2 separate regions of the Sus scrofa genome follow, and region 1 is linked to region 2. The links are chromatin contacts, called in public Hi-C maps. All regions are on one chromosome and are shown on one strand. The core of a region is the stretch at or near the end of the contact, and the rest is flanking DNA. Distances in the headings are between cores, read along the strand shown. Region 1 holds the start of NSRP1 (nuclear speckle splicing regulatory protein 1). Region 2 holds the start of TAOK1 (serine/threonine-protein kinase TAO1).

What was found. A called contact is a pair of places that touch in the nucleus more often than the background predicts.
Region 1: a contact with region 2 is called in a Hi-C map of epiblast stem cells, with 2.6 times the contacts expected there. The contact joins the promoter of NSRP1 here to the promoter of TAOK1 in region 2. A contact is called at or near these places in 1 of 5 promoter capture datasets (fetal liver) and 1 of 47 Hi-C or Micro-C datasets (epiblast stem cells).

The regions. Positions count from the first base shown.
Region 1 is chr12:46,209,833-46,212,736 of Sscrofa11.1, reverse strand. It overlaps NSRP1 (nuclear speckle splicing regulatory protein 1), which reads right to left and starts at 1,535. Exons shown (of 7, transcript XM_003131784.6): 1 at 1,435-1,535; 2 at 137-230. The coding sequence starts at 1,454. It overlaps MIR423 (microRNA 423), which reads right to left and starts at 1,212; the gene lies at 1,133-1,212.
Region 2 is chr12:45,595,604-45,598,562 of Sscrofa11.1, reverse strand. TAOK1 (serine/threonine-protein kinase TAO1) reads right to left here and starts at 1,496. Exons shown (of 20, transcript XM_003483075.4): 1 at 829-1,496.

The DNA.
Region 1 (2,904 bases), core at 286-2,785, 610 kb before region 2:
TGATAATTGTGTAAATAATATTCTAGATATACTGTATTGACAACTAAAGCAAGCAAAGACATCAAATTCACAAGTTCAATTTTTTAAAAAAATATATATTTCCAACAATGCGGTAGAAAAACATAGGTTCCCTTACCTCATCATCATCATCAGAATCATTCCCAAACACTGAAGGTTTTTGCAAAACAGGGTGCAACTGCTGTGCTTTCTTTGGCAAAATAAGCCCATACCTGCATATATTTTTTTTAAAATAGAAATTACACCATTATGTTTAAACTTTAAAAAATAATACATCCACTATCTCTTTCAGATGTAACTACCAAGTCAAAACATGTTATATAGTCTAGGAACATATAACACTGGTTCTCATTTTCAACCATCTCAGAGTTCTAATATGCGCTAAGATTTTATAATTATTACTCTAAATGATTACTTGTGGTCACCGGCCAAAATCAAAATACCATTTTAACCAAAGAAGTGAATGAAGAGTTCAGAAATGTTTTATATGGTGAAATGATAGTAAGATTTTAAAAAGAACATGTTAGTGGAAAGCTCAGCTGATGTCCACTACAAAGAAAAACACTCTAAAGTATCCTCGTGGTCTAACAAGAGTAAAGAAAAAAAATTATTTTCTCCCCTACTGAGTGCTCACACAATTTTAAAGAAGTTATTGGATAAAGGTTAATGTCACCCATGGAAAAACTTTTGAAGGTTACATTAACTGAGAAACCCAAACAGCCATGGGCAAATTCCCATTACCCTTTATTAAGCCCACTTGCTTTGTCTTGGAGCACCTGAAAGTACCATCCCATCAGATACAACTCATTTAGTTTCTCACGTTGGCCTTTAAGATACAGAAACCACGGGAAGCCGTATCCAAATTGAGGATTGTACATCAAAAGTAAAACTTGCAAGAAGATATAACATTTCTCTTTTGCGGCAATATATGCCCCAATTTCCTATATGCCTACCCTTTTCTGTGGCTTCTCAGCACAACATTCCTAAACCGAGAAGGGAGGGCGGGAATCAGAACTTGAGTTGCCAAGGAGAACAAGGCCCTATAAGAAAGCCAGGAATTGTCTCTTCTCATTACCCCTGAAAGCATCCAACCGGGGAGAAACTCAAGCGCGGGGTAGGAAGCAAGACTGAGGGGCCTCAGACCGAGCTTTTGGAAAATAGAAAAGTCTCGCTCTCTGCCCCTCAGCCTAACTTTCTTTATTTCCTCACAAGTTTCTCCCTCAAACTTCGGGCTTCCATCCTGGAAAATGTGGGGGGGGATGGGAATATATGTTCCTCAGAATTTCTCGCTTTTCCCCGTCTCTATCCCTGACGACACAGCCCCTTCACTTCCAGCGCATTTTTACTCCTCGGCCAAAGTCACAGTCGCCGTGGTGTCTCACTTCCCAGCCTAACCCTAACTCCCGGATCACTCACTGCCTGCCCGGAATCGCCATCTTGCTCCCGTCTCCGCTGAACGTGGCCGACGCCGACGTGACGCTGACGCAGGTAAGAGCGTCGTTACGTGAACTCTCGCGCGGCCTTAGGCGGCCTGGAACCCGCCTACCCGCTGGGTTCGTATTTTCAATTGCTTGGTGCAGCTGGGTGCCAGGTTGTTCGGGCTTGGCTTTCGGCATTGTTTGAAAACCGAGGGACTGCCTCCACACCGGTGGGAAGAAAGGAATGACAAAATTCTAGGCCAGTGATTCCCAGAGTGTGGTCCTGGGGCCAGCAGCATTGGCACCATCCAGGAATTTGTTAGAAATGCAAAATTTCCCACCCTATTTCACACCTACCAAATCAGAAACTCTGGGATGGGGCCCAGCAATCTGAATTTTAAGGAGCCCTCGAGCTAATTCTGACACTCTGGTTTGAAAACCACTGCCCTAGGCTATGGATTTTTTTTTTCCCCTGAGATATTCCGTTTGCGTATATCTGGCTCAGGATAATTTGCAGAAGATCAAAATCCTTATGCTAAGTATCTCATATTCGGACAGAAATGATTAATAACAATACCATGGTACTACTGGGTGGGTATAGGATTAAAGTCTTCTATGATACTTTTAAAAAAATTCTAGGCACGCGTTTCACCTGTGCACCTACTCACTTTTGGCCCATTCCAAACTAGTCATACAGCAAGTGAAAAAGATCTCTTGAATTACCAACAGGAATTACCTGACAGAAGATGTTAAAATCTCCAACTATAATTGTGGATTTGTCTGTTTCTCCTTTTACTTCTGTCAGGTCTTGTTTCGTGTATTTTGAAGTTCTGTTATTAGATGTATAAATATTTAGGCTTGTTATATCCTCTTATATTGACCCCATACTATTAAAAAATGATTCTCTTTATTCTTTTATTTTTATTTATCTTACCTGATATTAATATAACCACTGATTGTTAGCATAGTATATCTTTTCCTATCCTTTTTTATTTTTTTTAATTTTATGGCTGCATCCATGCATATGTAAGTTTGCCTGGCCAGGGATTGAATCCGAGCTGCAGCTGCTACAATGCAATGAAAGTTAAGAGATAAATCCTAAATTCTCATCGTGAGGAAAATTTTTTTTCTTTTGTATCTATATGAAATAATGGATGTTCACTAAATTTATTGTAATAATTTCATGATATATATGTCAATTTATTATGCTCTACACCATAAACTTATACAGCACCGTATGTTAATTATGTCTCAATAAAACTGAAAGAAAAAAAGATCAAATTAAAAAGAATCCATAAGCACACATTCAGTTAGCTGTCAGAGTGATGACATCATCACACATCATGAAGCCTCTGAAAAGCTTTATTGTACTCTGGTGTGAGGATAAGAGTGAAAAAAGCAAATAATGTCCTAGTATTGTTAGAAAGATAGTTTTGACCTGGAAAATCCCAAAAGGGTTTAAAGGACC
Region 2 (2,959 bases), core at 247-2,746:
TTATTTTATTTGACTCCTAACAAAAACTCGGTATGCTCACACAAAAAAGTCAACACAGTGTTTAAAAAAGAGAGCGAGAGAGACATCAAAACTCTAAACCGGCAGCGCCTCTCTGAGAGGCCATATCCCCCAACAGTAACAGATATATTTCCCAGGGACAGATCTCAGAATTATACCGGTACTATTAAGGATTTAAAACCAAAGGAAGAGGGATAACCTTTGCAAGGGAAGCGCCATTACTTCCCTCTCCTGCTCCCTCTCCCTTCAGTATATACATGGGCCTGTGTATGAAGAAACTGCCTTGGACTTCTGCAGCATTGCAGTACACTAAAGGATGGGGAAAGGTACAGGGAAAGAAATGCTTCCATCACCCCTACAGAAGACGGGTACAGATTTCCTGTGGGGGTGGATGTGTGGGAATCCACCCAGTAGGCTACCTTGAGCAGTCTCCCTTCCCAGGAATACACAGACACTACAAAGGAGGAGAGGGAGGAGCAGAGGGATCAGAAGGGAAAAGGACCTCGCGCCTTTAAATCGGGGTGCACATCAACCCAGTCTCCCTAGGAGGGCCACACCTTCCTCGAGACGGCTCCTTCCACCACCCCCTTCCGGTGACCCTCAGGAAAGAGGAAAGTAATTGCTCTAGCCCCTCCAAACGGGAGGGCGCCCAGCTCACCAGCTTCTTCACCCCACCCACAGAATCACAGACCCTCCTTGTCTCCCTCCCCCACCCCACCCCCACATCCCCTCTTCCGCGCCGCGGCCAGAGTGGGCCGAATTTCCCCGCCCCCTCCATGTCTCCCTTTCCCAGAGCAGAGGTGCCCTTACCCTTTAGCCGACAGGTCTGGGGCGGAGTAGGCAGGCGTAGCCCCCTGCAGCGCTTGGGTAGCCGCTGCGCTGGAGCTCGAGGAGTGAGGAGGAGGAGGAGGGGGCCAGGCGACAGACTGCCGCCCCCCCCCCCCCGGAGCCCCAGCAAGCCGCCCAGCCCTAGCTCTGCGACGAGGGGCGGGGGGGGGGGGGCGAGGGGACGACCGGGGTCGAGGAGGCGCCCTCAGCGCTTAGGCTCAGCTAAGATGGCGCGGGGAAGTGCCGGGAGCCGCCGCCGCCGCCTCCGGGGAACCGGCTCGGGCCTCGGCCGCCTCCTGTCCTCACACAGCCGAGGCCCTCTCGGTTCCCCGCCGCGGCCCCTCGGCGGGCGGGCCGAGGCACAACCCTCCACTACCACCACCACCCCTGGGAAGGGGGCGCTCACAAAGGGAAGAGAGGCCACGGGCCGGCCGGCCGGCGGCGGGGCGGGGTCCCCAGGGGCCTGAGGCCTCAAAGGTTCGCGGGTGCCTCGCGCTCTCGGCCCGCGAAGGGCGCAGGCAGGCGGGACCCCTCCTCTCTTCTTAGGCGGTTGGCAGCACAGACTCACTCTCTTAGCCACCCTCCCTCTCTCTCTCCGAGCCCTGAAGCCACAGAGCCCGGCCGCTGCCCAGATTCCCCCCTTCCCCAACACCACTCCCCTCCTCCCGACAGTCATCCCAGTCTCCGATCTCGCGAGATTTCCCGCCTGACAGACCCGACCCTGCGCGAGACAAGACGGGAGCGCGCGAGTGCTTACACTGGGCGGAGTCTCACGAGTAGCTCCGACTTCCAGCCTCTGTCCAGCCCAATTTCACTCAGCTGGCAGAGTTCTTCTCTCACGCGGGCATCAGGTGTATTCATTTCACCCTGAAATCTAAGAAAGAAGAGCTTATCTGCTCTCCTCCTTTGCTTTTCCCACTTCCAAAATACCCGCCCCCCGCCCTCCCCACTAACCCCGCGCTTGAGAAATTTGCCCTGACACGTTGAATATCCCATTTTTACACACCTTAGTTCTTGTCCTCTGTGGAATTCAGGGGTTGACTGGTCAGCGTAATCAATATATAATTGAGTATTTCAGATTCTATAAGTTTATAATAATTTCTGGAATGGTAATAAGAGTTGTAAATACAGATGTAAACCATCCTATATGTTAGGGATGGTAGGAAAGGGACAAATTCTTGAAAAGTTTTTGTGAATTGCTTGAGTAGGTTGAGTGACAAGAGCAGTAAACAAGCTAGAGTCCTAAGGGAAGAGGTAGTGCTTCTCATTCTTGTAGTAAAAAACTTTTTTTTTTTTTAAGGGGAAAACCCCTTCAGTGGATTGCAAACAGAGCAATTTTATTCAGGAACCAAAAGGAATACCTAAGGAGCAGTCATAAAAAAAAAAAAAATTTGGTTCATCAATCAGTAAAACAACTGAGATAAATACATGTCGTGTGGGGCTTATGAGTGAAAATGTACTCCAGAACAGTTATTGAAAGTTACAGTAAACTAGGAAAGTACCCTGGCAGTGGTGAGAAAAAGCAAGCTCTCTGCTTCAGTAGGATATATATTTAATTTGTTTTAAATGTTCCCTCTCCTAGTAAGGGTCCTTGTTTTGTCAGTCATTCCTCTTTTCACCTACATTGTCAACAATTCTCAAATGGCGACTTCTCCTGAGCATAAAAAAATGCCCTGCTTTCTCCTTCTTTGAGGGAAAAAGAAAGATTACAATCTTCACCTCTCCTCCACAGACAAGTTCTTGAAAAAGTTGTCTATCTTCCCACCTCTATCAAAAATTAAGAATTTGATTTGCCAAGGTCAAGAGTGACCTCCTAGTTGCTATGTCTAATGGAGTCATTTTAATGCCTTCCTTCTCGATAGCTACAATATTTGACATAGTTGTTACTCCTTCCATCTTGAAACGTGTGTACCTCTTCGCAGCACCACTCAAGACCAGTTATTTCTCCTTTCCTGCATCTGGAGCCCCTCTTCCTCCACCTGCTCCTTTTTTCACCTCTTTTACAGCAGGTGCAGCACATGGACGTTCCTGGGCTAAGGGTCGAATCAGAACTGCAGCTGCTGTCTATGCAACAGCCAAGGCAACACCAGACAACGTCAGATACAAGCCGTGT